Linked DNA regions of Sus scrofa: region 1 is linked to region 2. Evidence: chromatin contacts called from public promoter capture Hi-C data. All regions are on one chromosome and are shown on one strand. The core of a region is the stretch at or near the end of the contact, and the rest is flanking DNA. Distances in the headings are between cores, read along the strand shown.

Region 1 (6,154 bases), core at 2,200-4,699, 350 kb before region 2:
ACTGAATCAGAGCTGCAGCTGCCAGCCTACGTCACAGCCATAGGAAGGCAAGAGCCAAGCCACATCAGTGAACTACACCACAGCTTGTGGCAATGAGATCCTTAACCCACTGAGGGAAGCCAAGTATTGAACACGCATCCTCAGGGACTCCAGTCGTGTTCTTAACCTGCTGAGCCACAGTGGGAACTCCAAAAGATTATTGTGAATGAAAGAAAACCAGACACCTCAAGTTAACAAATTTAGCGTTCTTCTTTGTATGGGAAGATGCAAGTTCTGGGCTCACTGAAATCATCCCTTTGATGTGCACCTCAGCTACCTGGGGCCAGTATCCTGAGCTTTATCATCCTGAGTCTCTTCAGTGTGCACTGTGTGTGTGTGTGTGTGTGTGTGTGTGTGTGGCGTGGGTGAAATGGCTGCAACAGCTGACTGTTAGGACGGTGGACATCCTGTTTCTATCCTGAGTTCCTTCAGGGCTCACTGTGGGGGCATGGCTGTGAGGTGACAGCTTGATGGCTGCAATATCCTATGCTTACTGATATGTCAGACAACCTTTTTTTTTTTTTTTTTTTTTTTTTTTTGTATTTTTAAGGCTGCACCCGAGGCATACAGAAGTTCCCAGGCTGGGGGTTGAACGGGGAGCTGCAGCTGCTGGCCTACACCACAGCCACAGCAACGTGGGATCTGAGCCGAGTCTGCCACCTACATCACAGCTCAAGGCAACGCTGGATCCTTAACTCACTGAGCAAGGCCAGGGATTGAACCTGCCTTCTCATGGATGCTAATCAGATTCCTTTCCACTGAGCCACGAGGGGAACTCCATTTTTTTTTTAATTGATGCAGTTATGTTCTGGAATTGGGAATTTTTCAGATCTTAGGAAAGTGACAGGGTGAAAGCTGCTCCGTGTTGCATCATGTTCCTGGGGATGTGGGGAAGCCATTATGTAAAGGGACAAATAAAGGATAAACAGGGATTAAAAGGAATAATTGGTCACTGAAAACAGCATAGGAGAAGTGGTCCCTCCACTGGAGTACGGACACCACCTTAAGAGAAAGTTGGGCAGCTCCCGCTGTGGTGCAGTGGGTTAAGAACCTGATTGCCAGAGTTCCCATGGTGGCTCAGCCGAAATGAATCTGACTAGTACCCATGAGGATGCAAGTTGGATCCCTGGTCTTGCTCAGTGGGTTAAGGATCCAGCGTTGCTGTGAGCTGTGGTGTAGGTCACAGACCTGGCTCAGATATGGTGTTGCTGTAACTGTGGCATAGGCCAGTGGCTACAGCTCCGAATTGACCCCTAGCCTGGGAACCTCCATATGCTGCATGGGTGTGGCCCTAAAGAGACAAAAACAAAACAAAACAAAACAAAACAAACCCCTGACTGCAGCAGTTTGGTCCCTGCAGAGGTCCAGGTCTGATCCCCAGTCCGGGTGGGTTATAGCATCTGGTGTTGTGGCAGCTATGGCATGTGTTGCAGCTGTGGCTCAGATTCAACCCCTGGCCCAGGAACTTCCATATGCTTTGGGTGTGGCCATAAAATAAAACAAACAAACAAACAAACAAACAAAAAAAACCATTGGGTTTGTAGAGCCTTTTATTTTATTTTATTTTATTTTTTGTCTTATTAGGGCCGCACCCACGGCATATGGAGGTTTCCAGGCTAGGGGTCCAATCAGAGCTGTAGCCGCCGGCCCATGCCAGAGCCACAGCAATGTGGGATATGAGCTGCGTCTGCGACCTACACCACTTCTCATGGCAACGCCAGATCCTTAACCCACTGAGCAAGGCCAGGGATCGAACCTGTATCCCCAGGGATCCTAGTCAGGTTCGTTAGTTGCTGAACCACGTGTAGAGCCTTTTAGATTTGGGGATTACTGGCTGAGGACCCAGCAGTATATCTCCAGGAGGTGTGGGGAGAGTTGGAAGAGACTGTGATGAGCACTGTTTAGTCAGGGCTCAGTTTGCTTAGTAAGATGGAGGGAGGAGGAGAGGGAAGAAAGGGGGAGTAGGGAGAAGGGGAGGAGAAGACAGAGGAAGAAAAAGGGGGAAGGAGGGAAGCCAGGAAGAGAAGGCAGAGAAGGGGAAGGGGACTGGTGGGGAGGAGGGACGGGAGGGGAGAGGGGAAGGAGGACTGGGTGGAGGAGGGGAGGGAATAGAGAGAGGAAGAGCAAGGTGGGGAAGTGGAGGAAAGCAAAGCAGGGAAGGGAGGGAGAAACTTGAAGAGGGGAAGGAGAATGGGAGGCACAAGGAGAGCGGGAGGAAACTGGGGGAACAGAGGGAATCAGGGCAAGATGAAGAAGAGGCAGGAGAAGTTTAAGGAAGACTGAAAGGAGAGGAGGAGGGGGAGGGAGTGGAGAAAGGGGAGCAAGTTCTCTGCCCACATTTGTTTTTGTTGTGGTTGTTGGTTTTTTTTGTTTTTTGTTTTTTGTTTTTTTGTCTTTTTAGGGCCACACCCGTGGCATATGGAGGTTCCCAGGCTAGGGATCCAATTGGAGCTGTTGCCACCGGCCTCTGCCAGAGCCACAGCAACTAGGGATCCGAGCTGCATCTACAACCTACACCACAGCTCACGGCAATGCCAGATCCTTAACCCACTGAGCGAGGCCAGGGATCGAACCTGCAACCTCATGGTTCCTAGTCGGATTTGCCTCTGCTGCGCCACGACCGCGGGAACTCTTGTTTTGTTTTGTTTTGTTTTATGGCCACACCCCTGGCCTATGGAGCTTCCCGGGCCAGGAATGGAACCCCAGCTGCAGCTTTGACTTATGCAGCAGCTGCAGCAATGCCAGATCCTTCAAACCACTGTGCCAGGCTGAGGATTGATTCTGTGCCTCTGCAGTTACCCGAGCCCTGAAGTCAGATTCTTAACCCACCATGCCACAGTGGGAACTCCTCACATTTGTCTTTTTTTTTTGGTTGTGCATAGAACCCGAGCCATAGCAGTGACAGTGCCAAATTCTTAAGCACTAGGCCACCAGGGAACCCCTCTGCCCACATTTGTGAACGAATGAATCTCAACTCCAGCTAGCAAGAAAAGGCCTTAGTTTCTTTACCTGTAAAATAGGGTGATCACAATAGCACTACCTGGCAGGATAAGAGTGCGGCTGGGGTTACTGAGCATTGCTGACTTCACTGACACCTGGCTGAGAAAGTAGGGGGACCAGTGCCAGACCTCTCATCTGCCTCTTCATCCCCATTCCATCCACCCTAGGCAGCCTGAAGGGACTGATGGCAGCTTGGGGAAGAGGGGGGTGAGCGCCTGCCCAGTTCTGTCCTCCAAATGGTGCCGGAAGCAGGCCCTGGCTGCCTCCCAAGGAGAATGCTGAGAAGGTCAGCCAAACAGGGCAGAAAACGAGCAAGGGTGGGGTGGGCAGGGGTGCAGAAGAGAGGGAGCTTGGAGAGAGGGATCCAAGGCAGAGGCCCACATGGGCACAACACAGAGCAGTCCCCAGGAGTCTGCACAAACAGAAGCCCGGAAGGTGTAGGGACCTCTGTCTTAGCCTCACTGTCCCAGCCTGCCTACTGCCTGAACTTCTGGGAGCTGGCGACAGAACAAAGACTGAAGGTCAGTGAGCAGCTCCAGGTCAGCCAGGGAATACGGTGGTGGGTAGCCTGGCCAGCACGTGCCTTCGCCTGATCAGGGGGAGGGCTTTAGGGTCTCTAGGTGAGCGTTTAGGACCCTAGGACTCTGTGGAAGGGTGGGGACCTAGTGTGTGGATTTTGTTCTCCTTGGGGTGCTGGAGTGATAACATTGAGACTTAATTGACAAGATGTGGGGATATAGATTTGGAATTTAGCTGGGTTCTTGGAATATAGCTTTAAGAGTGAGATGGGGATTGGATCTTCTTGCCTAGGCTGTGGGTTCCAGATCCCTGGAATGTGGTCCCGTCCCCCCCCCCCCCCCCGCGCGGGCTTTTCAGGGCTGCACTGGCGGCATATTGAGGTTCCCAGGCTAGGGGGCCAACTGGAGCTACAGCTGCCGGCCTACACCACAGCCCCAGCAACGCGGGATCTGAGCCGCCACAGCTCACGGCAACGCGGGATCCTTAACCAGGGATCGAATCCGCAACCTCATGGTTCCTTGTCGGATTCGTTCCGCCGTGCCACAACAGGAACTCCGGGAAAGTGTGTTTAAAACCGAAGAGGCTTTGGGAATTGCATTTAGAACAAGAATCCAGTACAGGCAGGCCCTGAGTGTGAATTGGGCGTTTCTAGTCCGCAGGGGTAGGGATCCTGGTTGCCATTAGGGCTTGGGCCGGGGGCGCCTGGGAGCTATACCTCTCGGCTGAGGCACTCACGGGTTTCCTAAACTCCACGCAGGGAGGGATGGGGAGGTAGGGAAGGGAAGCTGGTAGCTGGAGAAATTTAGTTGTCATGGAGACAGCGGCCGTCCTTGCTGGGGCGTTCTAGCCCCCAGGTCTTGTTGGCCGTCGTCTCTCTGGCCAAGGGGCCCTCTCTATGGTCGTGGCCTCCGGAAGGGGGCGGATCTCGGCAGAGGGGCTATAAGCCCGACAGGTCTGAAGAGAGCCTGCCCGGAGGGCAGGTGGGGCGGGGCCTAGGTTGCTAGGTGGGACGAAATAAGCCCGGAAGGTGGTGACTGGTTCAAAGCTTGAGGGCGGGGCCGGTGCCAGTAGAACTTGGGCCCGGGAATGCCGGCTAGGCCCTAGGCTGGGGGCGGGGCTTCAGTTACAGGGGCGGGGCCTCATTCAGAGAGGGCGGGGCGTATGCTTGTGGGCGTGGTCATAGTTCCAACTTGGTTCTTGACGAGCGAAACTGGAATGGGTTTGTGCTTGTGGGCGGGGCCAAATGAATAGTGGGGGTGGGTAGAGGTGGCACCTGGAGGAAAGCCAAGCACTCTGGGCTGGTGGATTCTGGGACCAAGAACAGAGGTGTAGTGTCGCATGGGGGCGGGACCTGGTCGAGTGACTAGGAATGGCCTGGGTCTGTGGTGGGGGCCAAGGTGGAGCCTAGGCTTGGGGGCCAAGTCGTTAGGGAGGAGCTTGGGTCCCAGAATAGTCGCTACGTAGAGGATTGGGGTGGGCCTGACAGTGGCTGACGGGACGGAAGAGCTGTTTCTGGGAGAGTGGCCTTTGCTAATGATTGACAGAAAAGGCTGGGCTAGGCGTAAGGAGACGTGCCCAATTTGGGACGGGGCGGAGCCCTGGCCTGGGGGCGGGGTCTGTATGAGACAAGCCCATTCTCACGCATGGGGCGGGGCCTTACTCTAAAAGAGAGGAGCTCGACCTGGGGGCGGAGTTGGGCTGGTCGTGGGGCGGGGCTCGGGCCTCAGAGCTCTCCGCCTCCCCAGGATGCGGACTCCAGGTGCGTGTTCGGCTTCTGTGGCGTCTCTGGTCCTGCTATGGTTGCTGGGGTTGCCGTGGACCTGGAGTACAGCGGCGGCGCTAGGCGTTTACGTAGGCGGCGGCGGCTGGCGTTTCTTGCGCATCGTCTGCAAAACCGCGAGGCGTGACCTCTTGTGAGTGCAGCGCGGGCCTGGTCCCTGGGCTTGGGCTGGGGGCGGGCTGGTTGTGGGCTGGTCGTAAGACGGACGCTGCAAGGGCGGAGTTGGGGACCCTCGGGGCTTGGGGTTGGGGGAGGTTTCGGAGACTGGGGGCGGGGTTTGGGTGAGGGTGGGGCTAGAGGCGGGGCTGGGGCCTGAAAAGAGTGGGTTGGGGGACTCTGAGGGCACCTGCAGGGGACAGCTTGGGGGTTTCTGGAGTGAGATGAGTAGGTTTTCAGTGTCCTTGAGCCTGTCTGGTGATCTCAGTGGTGCTGGAGGGCGAATTGAGGGTCTTTGGGCAGCGGGTAGGGCTTCCAGAAGGCTGAGGCTGATTGGGAGGCCGTGCGTGTTTGGGGTGGGGGTGGGGTCTCTATGGGGCTTTGGTGACTGTGGGAGGATTCTGGGGGCTCCTTAGAGACTCTGGTATGTCCCTAGGGGTTCTCAGGGGGACTTTTTCAGAGACGTTGAAAGGGCTTCCTGAGACATATGTAAAGGGCTTTTAAGTCTTTGAAGGGTTGTTTGTCTCCTCAGGGCCATTTACAGGTTTCTCTGTGGTCAGGTCGGGGTGCTCTTTGAGAATTTAAGGTCTGTGCGTGACTTTGGAGATTGTTCAGGGTCTGAGGAGAGGTGGCTGTGTCTTCCAAGACTTGGCTTAGGGG
Region 2 (6,816 bases), core at 3,134-5,633:
TGGGGTGGGATCAAACACGTGCCATAGCAGTGACTGGAGCCACTGCAGTGAGTGTGCCAGATCCTTGACCCACTGTGCAAGAGAACTCCCACCAGTTCTTTTTAGGCTATGATCCGAAACTGCTGTCACTCCTGATGGCTTGGAGGTAGATCCTGATACCTGTGTCTGGGGCAATTCACTGCCCACTCAAGGCCTCAGTTTCTTCCTGTGTAAAATAGGAGTCCCCTGGATCTTGGGGTGGGGGGGCTTCAGATGAGCTAGAGGTCGGGAGGCCAGAAGTATCAGGTGGGAGAAGGCACCACCAGGAGAGTGGAAGACCAAGGCTCCCCCATGCACCCCCATCCCCACCTTGAAGCTCCACTGAGGCTTCACCCAAGTTACACCCTGGGAACCAGTTGGGAGGGCTCTGCCCCAACCAGTTGAGGGATGTGTTCAATCTCATTGGGGAGGCCTTGAACCAAGCAATGAGTGAGCAAGCCTCTGCTAACATACACCTATTCGTCCCACTGCCCATCTACTCACCTTCTCATAACTTTGTCCATAGACAGCCGCCTACCATGTAACTATCCACCGGGCAATTCCCCACAAACCCCACTTAGAGTAGCCATCGGGACGCTGGCTAGAGGCAAGGACCTGAGCCCTCAGTCTCCAAGGGGGAATTCAGATGGGTGCCTGGAGGACCAACTAGCGCAAAGGCTCAGAACTGGGGAGAAATGGGCCCTTCCATATGGAGCCTGTGTGGCGGGACTGGCTGTGCTGACCTGGGGCCCATAGGGACAGATGCTACTGGGCTCATTTAGCCAACCCAAGGACAATGAGGACAGGAATCTGGAACCCGCATGGCCCAGCAGACCCCTCCCACCTCCTCAGGAGCTGAGGCACTCCCAGGTCCCACCCCTGGGATTGTTCAGGTGCCAAGTGTCACAGCCTGGGCAGGGCTGGGAACCCCAGGGAAGAGCCGCCCCACTGTGACCCACCCTGCACCTCACTCCTGAGTTAGGACCAAGGGAGCAAGGACAGGTGCCTAGGCAAGGTAAGATGAGTGGGAGCCCAGGAGACCCTTACCAGAACCTGAAACCCAGAGAGACTCTGAGAATCATGGGATCAGAATCCTCAGGATTGGAATCATGGACAATGACAGCGACCCATAGTAATAAGGGTTCCTATTGTGGTTCAGTAGGTTAAGAACCTGACTAGAATCCATGAGGATGCAGGTTCAATCCCTGGCCTCGCTCAGTGGGTTAAGGATCCAGCGTTGCCATGACCTATGGTATAGGTCACAGATGCGGCTCAGATCTGGTGTTGCTGTGGTTCTGGCGTAGGCTGGCGGCTACAGCTCAGATTCGACCCCTAGCCTGGGAACCTCCATATGCAGCAGGAGCAGCCCTAGAAAAGGCAAAAAGACAAAGAAAAAAAAAAAAAAGGAAAAAGTAACAATGGTTTGCTTTTAAACAGTACAGGTTAGATGTTCAAGGACAAATGCCCTGCGGGTCCTGCTGGAGCTAGAGCAAGATCACAACATCCAGCCTCTGACCTGCTGTGTCTCCAAGGTGATGTGGGAACGATGGGGTGGCCCAGGCAGCAGGCAGCAGGAGGGCAGCAGACGCCCACCCAGCTCCCAGACATGGCTGCTCCTTCGGCTTAGACTGCAGCTGCTGGGCCTTCAGGGATTGCTCTGTTCCTCTCCCTCCATCGATAGAAGGTCCTGGATCCTGCCTACTCTCCTCCCCATCCCATGATCTGAGTCATACAGTCCGGGAAGCCATGATTGCCTCCCCTCCCCACCTCTCCTCTCCTCCATGCTTCTTCCTCCTCCACCCACCCTGCAGGGCTCCCAGCTCTGGGCCTCCACTCCCTTCCAGGAATTCCAGAACATGTTCTGAATTCACCTGTTTCTCCCCACCCGACAACCCCTGCCTTGGACATAGTGGGCTTTTCAGAACCTTAAGTCCTTCATTTGCTCCACACTATCCAATTGCCATCCCCCACCCCTGGGGCAACTTCAGAATAAAATCCAGACCCCTTGTCAAGGCTTAAGGTCCACTGTGGTCCTCCCTGCCCTGCTCCTTCCCACCTGAGGGCCCTCGCTTCTCCACAACTACCACCCTGGCCACACACACCCGCTCCCCCATGCTTCCAAGCCTGGCTGGCTCATTCTCTACTGGCAGGGCCCACATAAAGTCTGCTCCCCCAGCATCTGCATCGCTGACCTTGCTTCTCTCTTATCATCCCATCAGTTCCTTTGTGTGTGTGTGTGTGTGTGTGTGTGTGTGTGTGTGTGTGTGTGTTGAGGGCCACACCCACGGCATATGGAGGTTCCCAGGCTAGGGGTCCAATCAGAGCTGTAGCTGTTGGCCTACACCACAGCCACAGCCACACCAGATCTGAGTGGTATCTGTGACCTACACCACAGCCCACAGTAACACCGGATCCTTAACCCACTGAGCGAGGCCAGGGATCAAACCCGCATTCTCATGGATGCTAGTTGGGTTTGTTAACTGCTGAGCCACAATGGGAACTCCTGCATCAGTTTCTGAAATGGGTATTCATCTGCAGGTTTGGTCAGAGCCATGAGCCTGTGGGCAGGGTGGGTTCACCTGGATCCTGCTGTGTCCTCGGCACCTGGAGTGGGGCCCTGCACATACTAGGTGCTTAATGCATGAGATTCAGCCCAGGTGTCATTCTGCAGCCTGGACCCTTCTTCTACCACTGCAGGAGAAGCAGGGAGCTGGCAGGGGACAATCACCCCTCTGAGCACCCCTCTGGGGAGACAAGGCCAGTTTTACCTGGCTTACATCAGTTTGCATATATTTGCATTGATTGGCGCAGCTTTGAGGGAATCCACCCGGATTTCCCCTTTCTCATCACGTTTTCCTGGAGGATGCAGCAGGGAACTAGAAGGAGGAAAAACTCCCAAGTTCTCCCCACCCTCCTGGCAGGAGATGCATGCCAGTGAGCAGCAGATTCTCATGTGGAGGCGTGCTATCGCAGCTCCAGGAAGGATCTGGCTGGCCCTGCACTGTGCCACGAGTTGGAGAGAGGAGACAGTCCCCGGTGACTCCTGAGGATGCCTGGGGGGGAGGATGCACCCAGCTTGGGAGGTGCGTGTCTGCCAGAGGGGGCCACCAGGGGGCGTCAGAGGCTGGGGACGGTTAGGGAGCCCTAACTTCAACCCAAGGAATTCTTAGATCCCTCCCGGCTCATAGAGGAGAGAACCCAGCATTCACAGGGCGAGATAGGATTCGAACTCAGAGCTCAGAGCCTCTGGAGGCCCAAGTCCCTCAGGGTCCAGTAGCGAAGGGTCCCAAGATGACAGTGTTGCATTTCTTGATGGCATGACCCCACACAAAGGACTTTCCCTTCCCCTGTACCTCAGATCTCTTCATTTGTAACATTAGGGGCCGACCAGACACTACTTCCCCAGGTTTTCATGTCTCTCCATATATTCAAGTTCATGGCCAGTGACAGCCCCTCCATGACCTCCATCATACACTTAATGCCTGGCACAGCGTAGGTTCTCAATGCATATTTGGTGAAGGAACCAACAAATGAGGGAAGAAATGAATGAATGAGGTACTTACTCTGTGCCAGGCTGTGTTATGCGGGTTGAATTTATTCCTCCGAGGCAAGGGCTATATGTTAGCCCCACTTACAGATGGGGAATTGAGGCCCAGAAAGAAGCAAAGACTACTTCAGATATATATGTGCTCAGAACCCCACTACCTCCCACTAAGCTTAACCTAAGGACAGCGTTTGGTGATGTTCTCCTGCTAGAAAGGGAGTGGGTCAAGGTGCCAGTCGGGGGAGGGGTTGAAGCAGTGCAGGTTTCCTTTTGGGGACGCTGCAACCTTGAAAGTAAACCCCAGTCCCGTGGGTGAGCGAGCTCCCCTGTAGGTCAAGATACAAAAGCACAGTGGGGATTTGAATGCTGTGTAGTGCTGGGTAAGTGACATGCCAACTCTGAGTCTCAGTTTCCCCACTTGTCACAGGGAGACTTTAAAAGCTTATGGCCAGGGGAAAGGGCCACGCGAAGCAAGGGGGGCATCCATCACCCCCACCCCCAGCAGCCACCCAAGTGTCCTGTCCCAGCCTCTCTGGCCCAGTCCAGAAGGGAAAGGGTGCGGGTCCTTCCCGCCCCCACACGCGGGGGCGGAGTTTCGTCGACCCGGAGCCCAATAAATCCGCAGCCCTGCAGCCAGCTGCGCGTTTAAGCCCCGCCAAGACCTCCAGCAGTCAGAGCTGAGCGCGGCTCCCAGGGAGAGGACAGACAGAGGGCTGGGAAGTGGACACGCAGCTGCACGGGGCAGCCGGACCAAGTGGAGGCCAGGTGGACGGACAGACAGACGGCAGAGACAGACGCCAAAGACCGAGAGGAAAGTCAGGGAGGCAGTCGAGGATCCACAGATTCCTTGCCCGGGGAACCTCGGCCCGCAGGGGACGAAGGGGAACCGGCGCGCAGTGTCGCATCGGAGGCCGAGCATCCTCCCACCTCCTCGCAGTCCTGCCTTCTGGGCCGCTGCCAACTTCCCTCAGCCCGGGAGCTCGAGGTGGCTGGAAAGGCTCAGGACGCGCCTTGTCCCCGCACCCGGCCCTCATGGCGACCGTCGAGGGAGGCGCGCGGGCCACGTTCGGAGCCTGGGACTACGGAGTCTTCGCCCTCATGCTGCTGGTGTCCACTGGCATCGGGCTGTGGGTTGGGCTGGCGCGGGGTGGGCAGCGCAGCGCCGAGGACTTCTTCACCGGGGGCCGGCGCCTGACGGCCGTGCCCGTCGGCCTCTCGCTGTCCGCCAGCTTCATGTCGGCGGTACAGGTGCTAGGCGTGCCAGCGGAGGCCTACCGCTATGGCCTCAAGTTCCTCTGGATGTGCCTGGGACAGCTGCTCAACTCGCTGCTCACTGCCCTACTCTTCCTCCCAGTTTTCTACCGCCTGGGCCTCACCAGCACTTACCAGGTACGGGGCAGAGACCCTGAGGCAGGACCTGCCTGGTGGGGAATAAAGGGATGCGGAGGGGGAGGCCCTGAGCTTTGAATTGCTGTGCAGGGAGCCGCAGGCGGGCTCCTCGGCGTCTTCATAGGGTAGCCACCAGGCGGACCAGTAGGGAGGGTTCTGGGAAGAAGCCTGAGGCAGTGGGGCCAGGGGCCGGAAGGAGGAAGAGGAGCTGGTGGCGTCCTGGTTTTCTTTGGTGAAAACCCGCTCAGGGAGGGGCCAGCCCGGCCAGGGGCGCGCTCACGTGTGGACAGGAGCACCCCTGCTCTCCACATGCGTGGGCTTGCGTACACCCGACTGCTCGCCCGGCGGCCCGCTCCGGGTTCCAACCCCAACTTCCCCGCTTCCTCCTACCTCCCGCAAGACTTTGCCTCCCAGCTCGGGTTCCCTAAAAGTCTAAGTGGCCTGATTTCAGGACTTCCCTCCAGGGCAGTGGGCAAAGTGATTACAATACTGACCAGTATACGGTAGGCCACCCATCACAGTTGGCCGCAGGCACTGACTGTTATCTTGCCAAAGTTGACTCCGAGCCGCAGCAGCCGGTGGCGGGGGCCGACCAGACTTGAGTGGGGGTGGGCGGGGCCGATGTGTGCACTTTTGATGGCTCAGTCCTCCTGGGCACAGGCGCGGGGATGGCGCTTGTGTACAAGTGTGTGCAGATAGGTCGGAGTGTGTGCACTTGGCTGGAAACCCTGCGGGTTAGAGGGTGGACAGCGCAGAAACCAAGGGGGCGGGTGAAGGACCCCAGAGGCCTCCGGCTCCTCTTGGGTAGGACCTGTCCGCGTGACCACAAGCCCTCGGTTCCCTCTTGCAGTACCTGGAGCTGCGCTTCAGCCGCGCTGTGCGGCTCTGCGGGACCCTGCAGTACCTGGTGGCTACAGTGAGTGGCCTCGGTCCCGCCCTCTCCCCCGCCAGGGTCCAACTTTGTGCAGTCTGGGTCGGGTCCGCCCACAGCCCTTACAACCTCGCCTGGTGGGGCCCGCCCCTATCCTGCAAGGCCCAGCCCAGTCCCCGCCCCCGGTCCTCTGGCCCCGCCCCTGGAAGACCCATCTACCCGTTTGGCCCGCCGGCTTCTCTCACACGCCCCACCTGACCCTGCCCCGACCCTACGCGGTCGCGCCCATCGGTTCCCAGTCACACACCCCAACTACCCTCCACCCGTATCTCCTAAAGCCCTTTTTACCCAGGCGCCCCCACACCCAACCCCTCACTCCCCGCCTGGCTCACAGGCCCCTGCCCTCCACGTGCAGATGCTGTACACTGGCGTCGTAATCTACGCCCCCGCGCTCATCCTGAACCAAGGTTTGACTGGGGGGAGGGGGGTGAGAGGGAGGAGGCAACGACTTAGAGGCTGAACCAGGGAAGGAGAGAGGGGAGGCCCTAGGAGAGACTTCGGAGGGAAGAATCCTCCTGGAGAGAGGAGGGCCCAGGACAGTGGAGGCCAGGTGTACACCCTGCACAGAGGCCTTATGGGACTCTCCTTGCAGTGACGGGGCTGGATATCTGGGCTTCACTCCTATCCACTGGAATCATCTGCACCTTCTACACTACTGTGGTGAGTGTCCCCTACCACTACCCCACCTGGGTGGAGCCCTGGTGGGGGTGGGGGTGCAGGGGCTGTCCATGCCCACTGAGTGGGGAAGACCCTGTGCAGGCCCATCACTCCTTCCCTTCCCTTCCTCCAGAGGAAGCTTGTGTCCCGGCGGAGGCTGTTTCCTCATCTTTATTATGAGAAATGATTTGAAGGGCTTATTGCTGAGAGTCCAGGCATAAGCAAGCTTCAGACATGGCTGGATCCAGGAACTACAACAGCATCTTCTGGGTCCCTC

What was found. Promoter capture Hi-C pulls out the DNA fragments that hold promoters and counts their contacts.
Region 1: a contact with region 2 is called in a promoter capture Hi-C map of fetal liver, with 4 times the contacts expected there. The contact joins the promoter of SLC27A1 here to the promoter of SLC5A5 in region 2. A contact is called at or near these places in 1 of 5 promoter capture datasets (fetal liver), 7 of 47 Hi-C or Micro-C datasets (embryonic fibroblasts, fetal skeletal muscle, liver and 3 more) and 2 of 2 datasets of contacts at active chromatin or transcription factors (alveolar macrophages and skeletal muscle).

The regions. Positions count from the first base shown.
Region 1 is chr2:60,232,883-60,239,036 of Sscrofa11.1, reverse strand. SLC27A1 (solute carrier family 27 member 1) reads left to right here and starts at 3,449. Exons shown (of 13, transcript NM_001083931.1): 1 at 3,449-3,560; 2 at 5,304-5,471. The coding sequence starts at 5,305.
Region 2 is chr2:59,882,653-59,889,468 of Sscrofa11.1, reverse strand. It overlaps SLC5A5 (solute carrier family 5 member 5), which reads left to right and starts at 4,383. Exons shown (of 15, transcript NM_214410.1): 1 at 4,383-4,951; 2 at 5,802-5,867; 3 at 6,238-6,289; 4 at 6,475-6,542. The coding sequence starts at 4,595.